2 separate regions of the Sus scrofa genome follow, and region 1 is linked to region 2. The links are chromatin contacts, called in public Hi-C maps. All regions are on one chromosome and are shown on one strand. Each heading gives the region's core, a stretch centred on a gene start, on an enhancer-like site or on the middle of the called end of the contact. The rest is flanking DNA. Distances are from core to core; before and after follow the strand shown.

The links. Hi-C and Micro-C count contacts between places; a contact is called where the count stands out from the background.
Region 1: a contact with region 2 is called in a Hi-C map of omental adipose tissue, with 3 times the contacts expected there. The contact joins the promoter of SHROOM1 here to the promoter of SLC22A5 in region 2. A contact is called at or near these places in 2 of 5 promoter capture datasets (fetal liver and liver), 6 of 47 Hi-C or Micro-C datasets (alveolar macrophages, embryonic fibroblasts, mesenteric adipose tissue and 3 more) and 1 of 2 datasets of contacts at active chromatin or transcription factors (alveolar macrophages).

The regions. Positions count from the first base shown.
Region 1 is chr2:135,150,946-135,153,796 of Sscrofa11.1, reverse strand. It overlaps SHROOM1 (protein Shroom1), which reads left to right and starts at 1,257. Exons shown (of 8, transcript XM_021084746.1): 1 at 1,257-1,885; 2 at 1,888-2,279; 3 at 2,371-2,429; 4 at 2,660-2,851. The coding sequence starts at 1,303. It overlaps LOC102159960 (a long non-coding RNA gene), which reads right to left and starts at 1,347. Exons shown (of 6, transcript XR_002341904.1): 1 at 1,256-1,347; 2 at 1,085-1,162; 3 at 647-700; 4 at 1-350.
Region 2 is chr2:134,659,505-134,662,673 of Sscrofa11.1, reverse strand. SLC22A5 (solute carrier family 22 member 5) reads right to left here and starts at 1,878. Exons shown (of 14, transcript XM_021085423.1): 1 at 1,325-1,878. The coding sequence starts at 1,717. LOC102157444 (a long non-coding RNA gene) reads left to right here and starts at 2,015. Exons shown (of 4, transcript XR_001307200.2): 1 at 2,015-2,331.

The DNA.
Region 1 (2,851 bases), core at 8-2,507, 490 kb before region 2:
ATGGTGGCAACTGCCTCACTCATTCTGTCCCCTTCCTCAGAAAAGACAAGTAGGGAGAGAAGAGTGGCTAGAAGCAAAGGTGCCCTCTTCCTTCCTACCCCCCATCTACTCCTTGTAAGGCTGCTCCATTCCTTGTCATTCAACAAATATTTATCATCATTACCTGCCAGGCACTGACGGTACAGAGATGTGTAAGCGCAGGGCCTGTCCTCAGGAAGCTCAGGGGTGGACATGGGGAGACTGAATCACTAGTACACGGCCGCCAATCAATGTAGGGTTGACTGCTGTGATGGGGGAAGGCTCAGGAACCGCTGGGAACCCGAAAGGTCAGGAGACCTCTAAGCTGAGCCCTGTAGGAGCAAGAGTGGCAGGACAAAGAGACCGGTGAGCCTGTCATTCCTAGACAAAAGGCAGAGGCTCCCAAGCAGGGGACATATTATCCAGGAATCTGCCAGTATTTTGAAGCGGCGGGGAGGGGGGGTCACCATTTACCACAGTGGAGTCTGGGCTTTGTTGGAGGCTTCAGGCATCTGGGGGGTGGGTGGGGTTAAACTGGCTTTCAGCAGGGTTTGCTTCTAGGAAATCGATTCTGGCTGCAGTAAGTTTGGAGGCAGGCCCAGATTCCAGGCAGGGATCTGACTCTTACCAGCTGTGTGCCTCTGGGCAAATCATTTCTCCCTCAGAACCTCGGTGTCCTCATCTGTAAAAATGCAGACAGCACTTGTGAGGGTCAAGATAAATATTTATTGAAAGCACCTGGAGCACAACCAGCCCAGAGGGAGGGAGGAAGGCTCTGAAGCTGCTCCTGCCACCTGACCCGGCCTCCCCCACCTCCTTTCTTTGTTGGCCTGCGATCTCGGACTTGATCTCGGATCTTGACCATTGTTTATCAGGGAAAGATCACAGGGAGAAGCTAACAAAGCTGCCAGGAAGCAGCCTGGGTGGGACAGGCTGGGGGAGGGAAGGAGTATGGGTACATGCAGCGCTCCAGAAGGTGCCAGGGTAGAGCCAGGGCTGCTAGCCAAGAGCGCGCCCCAGCGGGGAATGGGCTAGTCGCCAAGAATAAGTGAACTAAGGCCCTCACCCTCCATAGTGGCTCCCTTGGTCCTACTGCCCTTGCTAGCCCCGACTAAGGGGGTGACAAATGCTGGCGCCAAGGATCCTGTGGCCAGAGAGAGGATGTGTAAGCACCAGGCCCTCTGTGATGGAGGGGCCAGCAGGCTGCCCCAACCCTTCCCAGGAGCGCCTCACCCACCGCACCACGTCTGCTCTTCCAGGCCAGCCTCGGCCCTCGTCGGAGCCATGGAGGCCCTGGGTCCTGGAGGCGACCGCGCCTCCCCAGCCTCATCCACTCGCAGCCTGGACTTGCGGCGGCTGTCTGCGCGCGCTGACTCGGCCTACGGCTCTTTCTCCGCCGCCTCCGGCGGTCCGGAGCCGCGCACACCTTCGCCGGGGACCCGCCCGCTCCCCTACCTGGACTGGGACTACGTGCGCGTGGTCTGGGGAGGCCCGGCCCCCGCCGCGCCCGCCGCGGGCCCTCGCACCTGCCCGCAGCCCCGGCCTGCGGCGGCCGCGCACAGCGGGCCGCGTCCCCCTGAGCTCCAGGGCACCCCAGGGCCTCTCAGCCGCCACGCCACCCCGCTGCTGTACGCGCTGGCGGCCGAGGCGGAGGCCGCGGCGCGGGCCGCCGAGCCGCCCAGCCCGCCGGCCTCGCGGGCCGCCTACCGCCAGCGGCTGCAGGGCGCGCAGCGGCGAGTGCTCCGGGAGACGTCCTTCCAGCGCAAGGAGCTCCGCATGAGCCTGCCCGCCCGCCTGCGGCCCGCGGCCCCCGTGCGGCCCTCCGCCGCGCACCCGCGCTCCGCCTCGCTCAGCCACCCCGGGGGGAAGTGGAGCCGCCGCGCCCCGGGGCTCCCGGGCCGGGAACCTCTGGCCGGGGACGCCTGGCCAACCAGCAGCGGAAGTGGTGCTTCTCCGAGCCGGGGAAGCTGGATCGCGTGGGTCAGGGGGGTGCGCCGGCCAGGGAATGTTCGGGGGAGGCCCGCTCCAGCTCAGGCCTTGGGAGGCTGGAGCCCCAGGAAGAGCAGCCGCGGACCCCGGCGGAGTTCGATGGTCACCAGATCAGGTGGCTGCCTGTGACCCAGCCCCGAGACATCGAGGACCCGAAACCCCGGTCCTTGAGGCTCGGCCATGGCTACAGACCTGCCGGTCGGAGTTGGAGCGCTTCAGGAGAAGTCTTGGCCCCGTGGGGAAGTTCAGGAGGGGTCATGCCCATTCCGCAGGTATGGAAGATGGGGGTTGCCAGCTTGGGATGGGGGCAGCTGGAAGACTGAAAACCTGAGCAACATTTCATCCATCTGCTTGCCTTTCCAGGCTGTTCCCCAAGGAGCAGAAACCACCAGCAGACCGTTGTTTCTGACCAAACGTTCTAGGTGAGAGACATGGACCCCTCTGGGGAATGAAAGCTGGGGGCAGGCAGCTTTCATAGATCCTGCCCAAGAAAGAAGAGGGCCTCCCACTTAGCCTCAGTTTGAACCTTCTGACCCTCTTTTGCAAACCACATCTCCTAATCCCTGCCCCCCAACACCCTACTGTTCCTCTGGTGCAGAACCAGGGTCATCTTTCCTGGTGACTGTGGTCAGTGTGGGGTCCCTGCCTCCAGGTTTCTGACTGAGAAAGATGCTGCAGAGGTGTGTCCTGCAGAGGGCCCCCAGAGCAGCCCCTCTGACGGTGAGCAGAATGTCTCAGAGAACTGCAAGGTGTCTGTTCGGCTTCCTTCCCTTCCTGATGATGAGGTTTTCCTGGAAGAAGCCCCGCTGGTCAGAATGAGATCACCTGCAGACTCCTGCGCTCC
Region 2 (3,169 bases), core at 629-3,128:
TACTACATATATGTGGAGTAAGGGGGCACAGATGCTGGGGACAGCAAAAGTCAAATATACAAAATCACCCCACAGGCGCGCGCGCGTGTCTCTTGGGGGCAGTGCTCAGACTCCTTTGAAGGGTGACAACCCCCAGAAGCAACACACACAGGGTTTCCATAACTCATGTAAGCCACTCTGAGGCTCAAGCAGGGACATGTACATCCTTCCCTTCAGCCCCCTCCCTGTGAACTCTGCCCTCCTGCCAGGTTGTTTCTTGCTGTTCCAGACTTTGCGTCTGATGAGCTAAACATCAAAGACTCACTGAGACGTCTCCTCCTCCAAGAAGCCTTCCCTAAGCCTCAACTCCCTGATCCTGGCACTCAGTGAACTTGGGCACCCCAGAGCCTATCTAGGAGGACCCTTTTCAGTGACCTGCTTGCTCAATTCTGCTGAAACTGCAGGGAGTTAGAGGGCCAGTGTCTGAGTAAGATGCAAAGCTTATCTACATGCATCCATAAACCTCAGGTCATACATCCAGCTCTAATAACTGCAAGGTCACCAGGGGATAAACAAGGTCACCCAAAAGGAAAATCCAAGGAGCTGGGGAATGAGAAAGGTTTTCCCTCTGCTTCTATGAACTAAAGTTGTTATGCTTTAACTTAATCAGCCCAATGACTTTTCCTTAAAATATCCAAAACATTCCAGGTCAAGGTGTCCCCCTGAATGGATCTTTAGATGCAGGAATTCTAAAAAACTAATGATTAACTATGAACAAAAGGTAAACAGTTCCCTGGGTAAGGACCAGTCATTTTGGGGTGAAGGTGGGTGGGGAAGGAGTAACTGGAGAAAGGAGCAAGAGACAGTTTTATAGACATGCTTCCTTTAACTTTACAAGTTCAAGAAAGTAAAGGGGTGGGTATTTCCTCTCTTTCTGAGCAGATGCTAAGAGGCTGGAGGAAAAAACGGTGTCAGCTCCTTGGCCCAAGCTCTAGCTCTGGTCTTCAGCATTCCCACACCCATCTAGAGTAAGTCTTTAACTACTTAAAACCTTGGAGTATCTACCAGGAGTCGCCAGGGCCTTCTTGGCTTCCTCGTCAAGGTAGCCAACACGATGGGTGGCCAGCACGGACATCCGTGCTGCGACGGCCAAGATCTGGCTGGAAGTGACCGTGCAAAGTGCTCCCGAGTCACCTGGCTGGAGGATGCCCATCACCAGTGTGTAGTAAGTCTGTGGAGAGGGAGTGACAGCGCACACCTTGGCGGGTGGAGTGTGCGACCTTAAAGACTGCGAAGGTCCTCTCTACTCCCCGGTCCCAGGCTCCCGCACGGGGCTGGTACCCACCTCAGTCACGATGGTGGACAAGTAGATGTCCTGGCTGAACTCCCACCCATTCAGGCAGCCCTCTTGTTCCACCTGCTCTAGGTCCACGTCGCGCCCAGGCTCCAGCCCTAGAGCCGAGAAGTTGACAATCGTCTCGAGCCGGTAGCGACGGCAGCTGTGAGGCACCTCGCGGCCGTCCTGCAGCCGCAGCGGGAGACTGTGGTTGCGCCAAGCGCTGCTCAGGTTCGCGGTGTCTGGCACTCGGCAGCGGTGCTCCGGGGTCGCAGTGAGGAAAACGGCAGACAGGCCGTTGAAGCCGTTGGGGATGATGCTGGCGCTGAGCAAGAAGAAGATGAGGCGCTGGAAGGGCCCCCACTCGCCCAGGAAGGCGGTCATCTCGTCGTAGTCCCGCATGCCGCCCTCCGCTGCCCGTGGCGCGCGGCCCTGGGTCAGAAGACGCGGCGGCGCGCAGGGGCGGGGCTAGGTGTGCGCGTGCGCGTCGGGTCCCCACAGGGAAGCCTTCCTGAGGGACCGCTCGCAGACTGAGCAGGCTCTTGAGCTCCCGCCGCCACCGCGGCCTCACGGGAGAGACCGGCCTTACATAGACAGCGAGGCTGGGGCGGGCTCTGGGCCTAAGCTGCCAATCCCGCCGAGCCCAACGGCGGGGCGGGGCCACACGTGACGACGGTGGGCGGGCCCGGGCCGCCCGCCGCGCGCACAGTCTCGGGCCGAGCCGCGGTCCCGGCGTGGACGGGTCAGGGCAGACCCTAGTAGGCCCGGAGTTACAGCCGAAGGAGCTTTGGCTCCGCTGAGGGAGGCAGCAAGACCTGGGGCCTGGGAGGCGTCTGAGACCCAGCTCGTTGGCCCAGCCCGGAGCCGGGCAAGAGCCAGAGTGGGCCAGGCGGCGGAAGGCTGGAGTAGTACAAATTCCGCCCGCCCCCTACCCCTCTTAACGGAGGTCTGAAGGCGGACTGGGACTAGCCCACGGTCGCACTGCTAGTTTACTGCCTTTGACACCGCTCATCTTGGTAAGAGTGAGAAGGGTTATGTTGAAACCGGAACCGTTAATTACTCGCATGGAGAGACTGGAAGCAATGACTAACCCAAATGCCCTTTCCATTTTGGTCGCGAACAAGCCCTTTTGTTGTCCTTTAACCTGTTCAAACCAATGTAAAATTTTAACTTCAGGATTATTGACGATCCCAGCCTAGGATTAAGTGTTTCCCTTAGATTAGTTATTTCTGCACAGAGTTAAGAGTTGAAGGGTTATGGGGGGAAAAAAAGCAACTAGGTGATTCTCAAACTTCACTGTCCCATAGAATATAAAGTGTTTTAGTGGTCATATTAGTAAAGGTGCCGCGTTTAGTAAACCAAAGTATAAGACAACTAGTGAAAATTTGAATTTCTGATAAACAACGGATTATTTTATAGTGATAAAATATATGCAGGGAACATACGAAGTTCAAATGTATTGTGTAGGGCAGCCCTACATAATAAAGTCAAAAGAAATGAATGAAATTAATTTTAATATGTTAATTTATATGTTCATAACATTATTATTTCGTCATGTAATCTAGAAATTACTGAAATGTTTTATATTCTTACGTTAATAAACCATCGATCTTATATTTAGAGAATTTTCATACTAAATCTTAAGAATCCACTGTGTATTTTATAGCACATTTCAATTCAGATTAGCCATACTTTAAGAGCTTAGTGGCCACATGTAGCTTGTGAGCTCTCTTATTGGACAACACTGTTCCAAGGCCTTTAAGAATTAGGGTTGCTAAATTTAACATTGAAGGATTTTCCTTTTTATAGTAAGAGTGGCTCCTTTTTATAATAATAGTCTTCTAAATGTACACT